Linked DNA regions of Mus musculus: region 1 is linked to region 2. Evidence: chromatin contacts called from public promoter capture Hi-C data. All regions are on one chromosome and are shown on one strand. Each heading gives the region's core, a stretch centred on a gene start, on an enhancer-like site or on the middle of the called end of the contact. The rest is flanking DNA. Distances are from core to core; before and after follow the strand shown.

Region 1 (6,577 bases), core at 1,118-3,617, 400 kb before region 2:
GTTTAACTGCAACAGCCCTCTTCTTCCGACTGAGTTTTCTTTCCTCCATTTCAGTTGCCTCTGGCACAGCCTAGTACAACGGTCTAGCCACATCGAATGGAAAACTCCATTCACATGGTTGCAGTGTGTTGTGGAACCTGCTGTATGTTATCATCAGTCATTATAATCTCTCCTCATGCCTTAGAAATTAAACCTTATTGTGGGTATTGTTTGCACAGGAAAGAACAGGGCAGACGCAGGGGCTCAGGCTATCTCTGGCTCCAGCACACACACACACACACACACACACACACACACACACACCAGATGAAAGGAGTCACTACTCAACATTGTTTAATTAAGTCCATTCTTAAACACAGTAAGGCTTGTCTTATCACTGCAAACATGTACTTAGGGATGGAGTGAGCAGGCATGCAGTGTGTAGACCTGCTCTGGGCCCCCACCCTGGCAGTGCCTGCTGCCTTCCCAGATGCTGTTTTTGGCTCGTAAATTAGTAATTTTGTGGTTTCCTGCTAGGCAGTAAGGCCTGGAAGGTACCCATTACTTTGGTCTGTCGTTGGGAATGTCTGATTCGAGGGTGGGGAGCTAGGTGTGTCCATATATGTCTCTTCCTTAGAGTGCCTGTGCACAGTGCTGGGCCCGTTGTCTGTGTAGTGGAAGATGGTGCTCCCTGACTGCTATGCGCTGTGTTAAGAAAGGTTCTATCTCACCCTCGTACTATTACAGTTAGTCAGTATTGAAGGTATTGACCACATGAGTGCCATGGTTTTTAAAATGTATGTATGTATGTATGTATGTATGTATGTATGTATGAACTGTTGCTCAGTTCAGACACACCAGAAGAAGGCATTGGATCCCATTACAGATGGATGCTGGGAATTGAACTCAGGATCTCTGGAAGAGCAGTCAGTGCTCTTAAACCATTGAGCCATCTCCCCGAGGGAGAGAATGCTGTGTTTTTAAATGCCCTATTTACATTCATAAAGATGAGCATGCTTTTCTACACCCAAGAAGAAAAACAGTCCTTTCAAACACTTACATAACAAATTTTAGAGTTATACCCCTTTCCTGGGCCAGGTTGCATGGTAGCACGCCAGCCGTCACTTAAGTGCAGTGGAGAAGTCCTGTGAAGAGTCCTAGGGAGAGAACATTCTAGATAGAAGGACCAGAAAGAGCAGTGGGCCTGCAGCTTACAGAGCTGGGCATGCATGAGTAACACTAGGACCAGTCTGACTGGAAAGGTAACAGGAAGTGGGTACCTCAGGCATCGCAGCAGGTGGGCTATCCTGCTCTCAGGGAACCACTTCACAGCAGGTGGGCTATCCTGCTCTCTGGGAACCACTTCACAGCAGATGGGCTATCCTGCTCTCAGGGAACCACTTCTGTCTGGAAATCCAGGTGCTGGTGGTGGGTCAGTCACACAAGTGGAAGCCAGCACAGGTGACTGCTTTAGCCCAGAAAGAAGAGAAGGAAACCTGGAGTGGAAGAGGCTTTGGTAGTGCATTGAGGCCTAAGCCAGCAACCCACAACTCAGCTTATGAGACTGTCTTAGTTTTATTGCTGTGAAGAGACACCGTGACCCACAACAACTCTAAATAAGGAAAACATTTAATTAGGCCTGGCTTACTGTTCAGAGGTTCAGTTCATTGTCATCTTGGCAGGAAGCATGGCAGGGTGCAGGCAGACATGGTGCTAGAGAAGGAGCCAAGAGGTCTACATCTGGTATCCCCAGGCAACCGGAGGAGAGAACAAGTCACTAGGCCTGGCTTGAACATCAAGGTCTTCTTCTTTTTTTATTTTTAAGATTTATTTATTATTATATCTAAGTACACTGTAGCTGTCTTCAGACATACCAGTAGAGGGTACTGGAATCTAAGATACCATAAGTAAGAGTACACTGTCGCTGTCTTTCAGACACACCAGTAGAGGGCATCAGATCTCATTACAGATGGTTGTGAGACACCATGTGGTTGCTGGGATTTGAACTCAGGAACTTCTGAAATCTTAAAGCCCACTCCTCCTGACCGGTTTCCTCCAGCAAGCCACACCTACTCCAACAAGGCCACACCTCCCAATTGTGCCACTCCCTATGGGCTGTGGGGGCCATTTTCATTCAAACCATCACAGGTAGGGAGGGAATAAGAAGGGAAGCCACTCTGAGAGACCAAAGGTTGTGCGGGAGTCAGTTGGCAGCCAATGAGAAACTGCTCATTAGCAGTTAGACCCGCCCAGGTCGCCTGGGGTGCTCAGCAACTTGGCAATTTGGGGGTTTTCAATCTTAGCTCAGTGGAGTGAGTGTAGCACTAAAATGGGTCCTTCAGACTGCACCGTTCTGGGGAACCTGGTTTCCTGGTTTCCAGCATAGTGGAGGAGGGGTGAGGCGGTAGAGATTTCTGGCAGCCAGAGTGTATGAGAACAAGCTGGTGTGATAGCCATGCTGTTGTGGAAGTGATCTCAAACAAGGCCTCATTCAGAGGCAGAGCCCACACCCTGAAAGCTACCTCCCTTGGCCCTTTAATTCCAGCTTCATCAGCCGCCCTCCTTGCCCTTGGGCAGACTACTTCCAGCTTACTTTCCACACTTGAGCATGGCTTCTTCCTGTCTCCTGGCTCAAGCATCACCTCTGAAAGATCTGCTAGAACTCTTCACTTAAAATGACAGAGTGCTCCTCCCCGACTCCACTCTCCCCTCCTGCCTTCTCTTGTCATAGCATCTGTTATTCATTCTCTGTGTCTGACTCTGTGTCTGTCTCTCTGTCTTCCTCTGTCTCTCTCTCTGTATGTCTTTCTGTCTGTTTCTCTTTGTTTCTCCATCTCTGTCTTCCTCTGTCTCTCTCTCTCTCTGTATGTCTGTCTTTCTGTCTGCTTCTCTCTGTTTCTCTGTCTTTCTCTGTCGCTCCCTCTTTCCCTCTGTCTCTCCCTCCCTCCCCCACTCCACCCCCCATATACAAGCAGGGCTACAGTGTTTCTTGTGCAGTGTGTTTCCCCAGACTGGAAGGTACCTCCCTCTTTGAGTCAGAGATTTCTCTTACTTGTGTCCATTCCTGTTACCACCCAGGTACCCAGGACACAGGTTTGTTATTAAATGAGAAACTGGCAGAGGCTGAACCTTGAGAATGGCCTCAGAGATGGAGGGGTGACCTTGGAGAAGGTCAGGTGGGATGGGTGGGCTACATGACCGGCTGGGTGCGGTGAAAAAGCAGAGGCAGGGCCACATTACTGATGGCGCTGTCCCTCCAGGAACCAAGGACACTGCTCTGATGTCAGCTCCAGCATGGCCTGTGAGCTGTCTCCAGACACTCTAGGAAGAGTGTCTGCCAGGCAGAGGGCTGTGCAGTTAGGGCTTAGCATTAGCATGCTGGTTTATTTGAGCATCTTTAGCATGTGGACAGCAGATAACGCTAAAATGGTCTCAGGCAGACTGAAGAAAGCAGACAGTTGGCCATATCAAGTTGCACAAAAAAGGCCCAGAAAAGTACCCTGGGATTGTCTTTTTATAAGCTTGTTTTGTTGAAATTGGAAACAATCTATTCTTTACTTGGTTTAAGATTTTTAGATGTGGTATAAGTTCCTTCTGGTTTTCAGCCAGGTGAGCTTTTAAGATTACACTTTCTGGTAATAGCTCTGCTGTCCCAGCTCCAGGTAGCCAGCTCTGCAGAACCCGGATCACAGCTGAACGGTCAGTTTTCTCTTGAATGTGATTGGCCGTGGGATTCTGCCTTGGGCATTGTACGATAAGCACACTGAAACAGAACATATAAAAATGTGTATAAGAACTCCCGAGTGAACAATTTGAGGTAATGTTTTTTATTGTCTCAGTTGTCAGTGCGACAGCAGATTCCCAAGGAGGCCACAGTCATATGAGTTATGCTGAGGAGAAATACACCCTCAGCTAGTCAGGGCGAGTTCAGGCTTTGTAACAGAGAGTCAAACGTACCTTGCCCTAAACAAGGAAGTTTACCTCTTCCTGTGTAAGGGTAGATTCACGCCACTCAGCCCCATCTAGCTATTCAGGGGGAAGGTCCTTCCAGGTTGTTGGCCTTCACCACTCTTCAGCAATGTCTCCACAGCTGGCCTGGGGCGCTGCTTTGCCTACACAGCTGCCACAGAAAAGAACAGAGCAGGAAGATGCCAAACTTCAGCATATTTCAGCAGTGGGTGCTAATCATGTTGCCAAGTAGAAATAACAGAGTTTGGCATACAATGGTACCCTCACCTACCACAGCCTTTGTTTTTAATGTTTCCATCGAAATCAAAGTATTATGATAACCACTGTGGTGACACGATATTTACAATATTCATTATTCTGGGTTAAGGAAGATATGGACATGATGTTTTCACTGTACATCTAAGAACAGGATATGTCACAGTTGACTTTATCCCCACATGTTTTTGGTGCATCTACCAGATATGCTCTGGAGTCCAGGGATGGAGGGAGGGATGAGACCTGGGTGGTGGGATCCAGGTTAGACTCCAAGGACTCAGCTACCTAGTCCTCCTGCTATGGAAAAGATACAGCCACTAGTTATCTGTCCTGTAAATGTTTTTCTTCCGTGAACCTTCATATTTGTGTCCCTTGAAAAAGGTTGTAATGAGAGGACTGGGATGTGATTTGGTGGAAGAGCATGCGAGACAGGCTCAGCATATCCAGGGCTCGGTTTCCATCTTAGAGCTGCAAAACATAAGAAGGGAAGAGAGTTGTAATGAATATCATTAGATAGCGCAGCATCGTTAAACAGTCCGATGCCCCGAGAACCTGGAACATCTCGGCAAAACACATTCAGTAGTGAATTTCCATTTCTAAAATTGGCAGCTGAGCGTTTTCAGAGCCTCACAAGTCGCCAACCGAAATAATGCCCCAGAACAGAAGACGTGAGTTGTGTGATGGATAGCCGGTGTTGATGTGAATTCACGTTGACAGCCGTGTTGTGGGTCTGGACATTTTATTTCCTGGTTTATAAACATTTATGTGCTCAGCCTCAGGCAGAATACAAAGTGCTCTGTTTTGTTTTGTTTTTTTGTCCTCGACCGACAAGATTCCCGGCAGCCACCCTGGGGGCTTTATTAGACTCTCTTGCATGTCTAGATTAGCAAACTCTAATTTTAAACATTTTTTAAGATGGGTTTTTTTTTTTTTTTTTTTTTTTTAGCTTTCTGCTTGTGAGAGATGTAAATCCATTTTGGTGTCAGTTTTTAAAGTATTTCTGAAGTTAATTGGTCCTTCAGACAGCAGGGGTTTGCCGTTAGAACAATTTATCTGCTGCTCTCATGCCAAATTATGTGCATTTTTTTCTACCAGTGTCTCTCTGTCCACTTCTGTTCAGCTGGAAACTGTACACACACACACACACACACACACACACACACACATATACACACGGGCCTTTTTGCTAGTCAGAGAAAAGGTGTATGTATCCACAGGTCATTTAGTTACACAGAGAAAGGTGTATTGCTCATAGTCCTCATCTAGGGAAACTGTGTATTAGTGATGGATAAAGTGCCCTTGTCTTTGCCACATCTGCTCTGTGATCTCACAGCTCACAGCTTTTCTAGGTATTCTTTTTTCTTTCTTTTTTTTTTTCTTTTTGGTTTTTTTGAGACACGGTTTCTCTGTGTAGCCCTGGCTGTCCTGGACTCACTTTGTAGACCAGGCTGGCCTTTAACTCAGAAATCCACCTGCCTCTGCCTCCCAAGTGCTGGGATTAAAGGTATGCGCCACCACTGCCCGGCTGGTATTCTTTACTGCCTAGCATCAAGTGAGATATTTTATTTGCAAACTGCACAGCAGCCGCCTATACAGGACTGGAGAGATTTGGGGCATTGGTTATCTCATTCAGTTAATGGTTTTCCAACGGGAGTTTGTGCCAGAGGTCAGAAACAGTAAAGATGAGACAGGTCTTCCATGAGGATGTCTAAAAAAGGGATGGAGATGGGAAGGGATGGAGTGTTATACGCTGGGAGAAAGGAAGATGGCTGGCTCCCCATGTCCAGAACACCAAGTCAGAAGGAAGGGTGTGTGTGTGTGTGTGTGTGTGTGTGTGTGTAGGGGGCCTAAAGCAAAGTGACCAGCTGTGCATGCCCCTCTCCAGAAGGTGGCGCTGTGAATATGTGAGAGTGTATTCCTCTGGCTGTGGAGCAAGGTGAGAAGGGCAGGGCTAAGCTGAGGAAGGCCAGTAAGCTCCACCCCTCCACCCTCACTCCCCATACCTCCCCCCCCAACCTCTCCCCCCCCCCCCCCCCGCAGCCATCCAGGGGAGGCTGTCTAAAGTCAGGACCCAGGGCGTAACTGTGAGGGTGATGGAGAAGAGATGAAGAAACAATAGGTTGAAGAATCAATAAGCCTGGCAGGTGATAAGTGTCACGGTAGGAAAGGAAGAAACTAGAGCAGCTTCCTGCCTCCCACAGGACCCGGAGGCCACAGGATGTGGGACATGCTGGTGGAGGGTAAAGCCAAATCCCAGTGTATTGTAGTTATCAGAGGTTGGGGACTCGGGCTGACCTCCATTGTGTGTATAGGTATCTGTAGTCAAGTCAGAATGAAATTGTAACCATAGAAAATGTTTTTCCCTTTATTTTTA
Region 2 (7,079 bases), core at 3,739-6,238:
AGCTGAAGTGAGAACCGATTAGAGGGACTTAGGGATTGCTGTCATTTGGAATCCACTGGCTTGGATCAAGAGGCGGTCAAGTAGGCAGATCACAGTGGGTACCTTCAGGGATTAACTGGATGGTTGCGGGGTTAAGGGTATTGGGAGAGTCTATTACCCTTGTCTGGCTGCATCACTGGCCCTGAGTATACATGAGAGAACCAGGAAACATGTCTGTGGTTTCATGAAGCCTCAGGAAAGGGAACAGCCTGTCAATCAGCCGGCCGTAACCATACCTTTTCTGTTTACTGACCAGAAATGTCTGAGTTGAGATCATGGGAGAGCCTCCTAACCCACCATGGGTACATGGGGGGGTGGTGGTGGTGGTGGTCACGTGATCGGCGGGCTTACAGGAGAGAATGGATGACAACCAAGTAGACATGCAAAACGCCCAAGGTAGACTGACAAGCAGGGTTGATCAAGGCAAAGGAAGGCACAGGTGAGCAATCTTCTCTGTCGTGGCAAGGCCAAATCTCCAGAAGGTGTTGGGCAATGTCTGGAGACAGCAGAGACATCATTGGTTGTCACTACTGGGAATCTGTGATCAGCATCTACAGGATGGGGGGCTGGGGGTGGGTAGAACAGCCCAGCCCTCGTAACACAAATAAGCCAGCCCACAGTGGCCAGGGGCAGCTGAAGTACCCTGAGCTGTGAGGCCTGTAGCCCCGACACAGGACGAAGAGCTCTGCACCTGCCCAGAGCATGGAGTACCAGGTATGAAGGGCTGAACATGGGGCAGTAGCGTTTGCCCAATGGGTTCTGAGATAGCAATGAAGGCTTCTAAGCAATGAGATGGGAAGCCAAGCAACCCCCAAGCTTGGACTTAGAACTATTTTTCCTAGTGTGTGTTCTCTCATTTTGAGACGGGGTCTCATCTAGCTTAATCTGGCCTTGAATTCTACATAGAACAGAGAATGACCTTAAATTCCGATTCTCCTGCCTCCACCTCCAGAGTGCTGGTATTTCAGGCATGTGCCACCACACCTGGCCCTTATTTAACTCGGCTCTGACTCTACCTGGCCGGAGACAGCATCAGATCCCCCCTGACTGAGAGACTTCACCCCTCCCTACTCCCATTTCAGATGCCAATCACAAGCCTCAGTTTGTTTTTCTCATGTGTTGTGAGTATGGGTGTTGTATGTGTGCTTGGTATATCTGAGTATGTGTGTGTTTGTAAGTGTGTGTGTGTGTGTGTACATGTGCCTGACCCTTTGTACTCCCCACAAGGAGACCAGAAAGGGATTCTACTCACTGTCCACCTTTTCCCTGAGACAGGTAACCCTAGAGCTAGACTGGCAGCAAGCACCAGGAGTCTCCTGTCCTTGCCCTCCACAGCACTGTTACAAATACACACGCCCAGGTTATAACACTGCTGGAATTTGAACTCAGATCCTCCCGTTTGCACAGTGAGCAACCTGAGGCCCTCCCCCCACCCCATCAAGTTGTTTAATCTGTGTTCCTGATCTTCCTACTGAAAGTTCAGTTCCCACCGCCCCTCTGTGGTGTTGATTAATACGCTCCAGAGGCTCCTGGGCTGGGAAGCGCGCTTACTAGTTATTAGGAAAGATAGAGTAAAAACTACAGACTGAGAGCTGCCTGGGCAAAGAACGAGGAACAAGGGGACCGAGAAACTCCCGTGCTCTGTCCCGTCCTGACACCTTCACGAGCCTGCATGGACCCAGCTTGCTGGAAAGAAGCTCTGGACTCTGTCCTTGGGCTTTATAGAGAGGTCACTGAAGCATGGACAATGAGTGGAAATATAATTGGACAGAGGGTGTGATCTAATGCTGACACAGGGGTGGGAGAGCCATGAGGCTGTCTACGCAGGTTGTTTCTTCCTCTGTGGATGAGGCCCAACCCTATCATCTACTATCAGGTAAGGCAGGAGAGAGAGAGGGATGTGTGTGTGTGTGTGTGTGTGTGTGTGTGTGTGTGTGTGTGTGAGGATGAGAGGAGCCCCTGTCCTCCATCTATCTTTGCAGGAAAGTTTTGAACCAGGGAGTGAGGAGAAAAAGGAGAGGTAACAAAATCATCCTCAAGGGAGAATCAGTGAGAGGGGCTTGGGATGGGACTAAGGAGGGAGTGAAGCTGAGGTCTGGAGAACGGGGACAGACAGCGACAGATCCCAGGAAGCTGTGGGAGACTGCGTGGAGAGGCTTGCAGGGAATGATGGGAGAGGGCTGGCATGGGACATACAGTCTAGGTGCTGGCATTTAATTTCATAAAGACACAGGTAGGAAGCCTAGAGCATCCTTTTGATCACATCCGGTAAGTGAAGCGTGGTCCTGGATGGAGGAGTAGAGTCCTTGAGTGGCAGAATCCTGGTCCTGTCCCCTGGCTGCTGCATGCCGGATGGTAGGCAAGCTGACTCCTCATGAGGGATGCCAGGCTATGGGACAGGGACTGGGCTGACATCCAGCCAGTCTCCCCACTCAGAACCCATCAGAGTGTCTTCCTGATGATCACAGTCCTGCAGTGGCACCGGTAGTTTAAACACCTTCTCTAAGCCTGGTCAATAATGCCTATCTGTCTAGTCAGGCTGATGAGATGATTAAGAAACAGGGCAGCCGGATATGGTGGCACACACCTTTAATCCCAGCACTCAGGAGGCAGAGTCAGGTGGATCTCTAGAGTTCAAAGCCAGCCTGCTAGTCTACAGAGCATGTTCCAAGACAGCCAGGACTACACAGAGAAACCCTGTCAAAACAAAACAAAAGCAAAAACAAAAACAAAAAAAAATCATAAAAAGGAAAGAAGGAAAAGGGGAGGGGGCTCAAGTGATAAGTGTATAGCCCCCTCCCAATTTGGGAGTCTGAGACCGGAGAATTACAAGTTCCAGGCCAGCCTGGGCTACTTAGTGAGCTCCTGTTTCAAAAAGAAAGAGAGGGAAGCAGGAGTCATTGGAAGAGTGGATGTCTAGGATGCACAAAGCCTTGGGTTCTATTCCCAGACTGGGTATGGTGGGCACACCTGTGATCCCAGCTCTTAGGGAATAAGACGGGAATACCAAAGTTCAAGTTCATTCTTGGCTACATTTTTAGATTTGAAGCAAGTCTGGACTACCGGAAACAAGGTCTCAAGACAAACAAAAAGAAAAAGCAGTCAATGACAGCCCCATGGCCACAGTTCCCACTGCTCTTTTGGCCAGTGGTCCCTGCAGTTGCATCTCTGAGACCGTGAGCCTCCAGGTCTGAGCTAAGTGAATGCAGTTTGCCTAATGTTCGGGCTGAATCTGGGCACCTACAGTTGTCTTACCTCCTCTCAGCCAGGAAATGCAAGCACGTGGGGTCCCACTTCAGTTTTATTCAGCTGAATTAGAGGCACAGTCAGAAATCTGTAACATCCTCGTGGGATGGGGGTGGGGTGGAGGACTAGAGAGGAGGGAGGGAGAGAGGGGAGGGGCAGTGTTGATCCACAGATCATGAAAACACTGAGGAACGCTCTCGAGTGAAAGCCCAGCTGCCTAGCTAGGCTATGCCACACCCTCTTCTTCAACATAATCAGTCTTAAAGGGTTCTGTTTGGTTTTCTTGTGTCACTGAAGTAATCAAAACCCAGGCATAGTGACAATTGGCTAACACCTGTTGAGGGCCCCCCGTGGGCCAAGATTTGGGAAGGCATCCAAGACACTGTTGGCGCTTTAATCTTCCCTAGGTAGCTTCAGCCTCAGAGGGGTTGAGCAGCTGGCTGGGGGTGTGACTGGCTAGAAACCTCTAGAGCTAGGAACTGAACCAGGACAAACGGATGCCAGGAGAGACACATTCTCCCCCCAGACAATCGAAGTAGTATTACGGACACCCTTTTGTGGACTCTTCGTGGGATTCTATGAAACCACGTCCTCTCAGGATTGTCAAAGAAAACAGGAAGCCCCTCTGGGGAGGCTCACCCCCCTGTTCCCCAAGCCAGGAAGTGGCTGGCAGAAAGAGCGATACGTAGCAAGGGCAGGAGCACCCGGGTTGAGAGCTTGGGGCCGTATCGGGCGGAGCCCTGAGCCAAGTCCCCTGGGGTCCCAGGGCTACATTCCTCTGAGGTCTGCGGAGGCCACTGCTTAAAGGCGCAGAAGTGCAGCTGGGAACGAGAACAAAGCGGCCAGACCCCCCTCGGAGGAAGGAAGGAGCGAGCCCCAGGAAGCAGCTGATAGCGCTAAGCTCAGCTTGTTTTTTCCTCTGCTCAACAGTTCTCCTGCCACGGCAAACAAAAGACGTACGTTCTGATTCCCTTCGGTGTTTGGATTGCGGCCGCAGACTGGATCTGCTTTGTGAAGAGCTGAGGGTAGCTTCTGGCTCGACCTGCCGCTTGATGGCAACGCTGTCCGCCTTGCCTGTCCCCAGCCAGGAGCCCCACGAGGGCATTGCTCTAGATCAAGGGATGAGATGTCGAGATTTCTACCCGTTGACTCGTGACCTTGGCATTGAAGGACCTGCAGCGTAGGCCTTAAAAACTGTTAAGATAGGAACCCTTGTTCCATGGAGATGCCCTGTCCCCGCTATTATCTCAGCCAAGGTCACAGCCCGCTGCTGTGCAGGGCCACACTGGGACTGGTGCCACCTTTATCCCATGGGTCAAGGCAATGGCAATAGATGTCAGGTTCCTGGAGGATCGGGGTCCGAATCCCGGTCTGTCCGCCTTCAAGGTCACCAGTAAGTGACAGGTGGGTCTAAGCAATCCCCTGAGCATGATGAACGCAGAGACTTTGTACTCCCGGGTGTGAGCGGTGAGGGAGTGGGCAGACCTTGTCAGTGTCCTAATCCATAGTCTCAGGACAGGGACAGGCCAAGATGCGACAGCAATGCTGGGCATGGTTTGTTTTGCTCCAGCAGGTGTTGAACGTGTGGCTATGCCAAAGGCCACCAGCAAACCCACACGAAGCAAACACAAAGCTTCCACTGATGGGTCTGTGGGCTGCCGATTCTTGTGGGCTTTACAGTGCGGCAACGGCAGTGCTGGTCACATGGACCGAGAGACTGTTTTGATGCCAGAGACTAATGCTCCGATCCGATCCGTCACCACAGGAGTTAAAGGAGCAGCCAAGAGATCAGCGTGGTTGAACCCCCGCTCTAAGCTGCCTGCCGTTCTCTCCTCCCCTCCCACTCTGAGACTGCAGTTCACATGCCGAAGACAAATGGCATAAAGGGCAGGCAATTAATTTTTTCAGCTGGAGACTGATGGAATGTGGGTGTTTGGCATGCACCTCTGTCTCCAGTCTCCTCAGGGAAATACCTCCCGGAGGGCCCTTCAAATTCCTCATCTGCCCTTTAGGACCAATATGTAATTCAGTCCTGAAAAATCAGTCGGAATGGGTCTTGTGTCCACTATACCAAGAGCCCAAGGACTGCACAGACGACAGGCCCATTCGTTTATTTGTGGTTTTGGTTTGTTTGTTTTTGTTTTCTAACCCAAGGTTTCATGTAGTTTAGGCTGGCCTCAAACTCACTATGTGGACAAGGCTGGCCTTGGACTTCTGATCCTCCTTCTTGTTGGGGTTACAGGTGTGTGTAACTGAGGGGACAGTTCGTCATGACTTTCCTTGGAGAGAGAGAAAGGTCGTCTTAGAATATACCTCAGGGTCTAGATTCCAAGTCCCCAGAACCTCTGTTGGGTTGGACCAGGCCAGCCAACCTGGTGAACAAAGGCAAGCAGAGCATAAAGAATTTACTGGATAGGATGCAGAGAAGCCCTGGGGACGGGGTGCACACCTTTAATCCTAGCACTCCGGAGGCTGGGGCTGGTTGATGTCTGAGTTCTAGGCCTACTCTGGTTGATAGAGTGAGTTCTAGAACAGCTAGGGCCACACAGAGAAACCCTGTCTTAAAGGGGGGGGGGTGGCTGAGGAAGGGGGGAACCATGCAGGGAAGTGTATTAACATAACAGCCAACAGGACCTGGAACTGGAGAAAAACTACTGCATCCATGTTGATAGAGGTATGAAGATGTCAGAGGTAAACATACAGGCTCAGGCTGAGCAGGGATAAAACTCAATAGTAAAACACATATCTAGCAACACGGGTTTAAGGCCCAGAGCTGCTGCAGCTGCTGTGGCGGAGGCCGAGGCAGCTGTTGCTGTTGAAGAAGAGGAGGAGGAGGAGGAGGAGGAAGAAGGAAGAGGAAGATGATGTAGGTCTGTTGGGATGGGCTGTAGCTGTGTGTTAAAGCATGTGTTAAGGCTTGCCTTTGATTCCCAGAAGCGTATTAACAAGGCAGACAGGCATGGTGGCGCATTTCGGCATTTGGAAAGCAGGAGCCAGAGGATCAAAATTTTAAAACAAGCCTGGGCTACATGAGACCCTTAAAAAGAAAACAAATAAAATGCATTCTTCTGTTGGAAACTTAGGAGGGTGACCTCAGGCAATCTTTAATGTCTTTTGATTCTGTTTTCTAAGCTGCAAGATGGAGCGGCAGAGGTGGGGAGGGCAACTGTCTTGTAGGGTCATTACGAAGAATAAATAAAAACAAGACTCATACAAGCATTTAAACTATTTAGCATGTAATAAGCACCTAATTGTATCCAGTATTGTGTTCAGTTTTTCCTCGTAGCTCACAATTATTTGCACATGGTAGGCCAGTGCCCTGCCACTGAGCTATATCTAGGCAAGTCCCGTTATCTTTTGGAGATTTACAGTGAGGCGCCGACGACATGATGACTAGTTTCAGGGTCGGGAAGAGTGAGGCCATAGAAGGAACAGGACTGTCCATGCTTGATAATCGTTGAAGCCAGGTGAAGGGTGCAGTCTGTAAATCAGGTGCTCCACCAGCCCTCCCTTCAGCAACTCGGGCCCTGCAGCAGAGGTCATGACCCACCACTGCCAGAAGCAGCGTCTGTAGAGTTCTGCGCTTTCCTATGCAGGTTGCACCCTGTAAAAGGTCCACCTTTCCTTGTTCTCTTTCATTCTGTCTCCCATTCTCTCTCTTTCTCTCTCTCTCTCTCTCTCTCTCCTCTCCTCTCCAGTCCCAGACAGCTTTTCCCTCTCTCCCCTCCCCCACTGACCCTCTTTCATTAGATCTGTTGCAGCACTACACCTGTTTCTCTGCCTTTATCCTAACA

The links. Promoter capture Hi-C pulls out the DNA fragments that hold promoters and counts their contacts.
Region 1: a contact with region 2 is called in a promoter capture Hi-C map of cranial neural crest. The contact joins two enhancer-like sites. A contact is called at or near these places in 2 of 39 promoter capture datasets (cranial neural crest and stem cell-derived epiblast-like cells).

The regions. Positions count from the first base shown.
Region 1 is chr9:96,829,386-96,835,962 of GRCm38.p6, reverse strand. The region is part of intron 4 of Pxylp1 (2-phosphoxylose phosphatase 1); the gene reads left to right. Among named protein-coding and RNA genes, the nearest start is that of Pxylp1, 57 kb to the left of the region's middle. Within about 2 kb of position 2,367, at least 26 of the 459 cell types and tissues checked have an H3K27ac peak or open chromatin away from gene starts, as enhancers often do.
Region 2 is chr9:96,435,085-96,442,163 of GRCm38.p6, reverse strand. No RefSeq gene overlaps it. Among named protein-coding and RNA genes, the nearest start is that of Gm51656, 25 kb to the left of the region's middle. Within about 2 kb of position 4,988, at least 283 of the 459 cell types and tissues checked have an H3K27ac peak or open chromatin away from gene starts, as enhancers often do.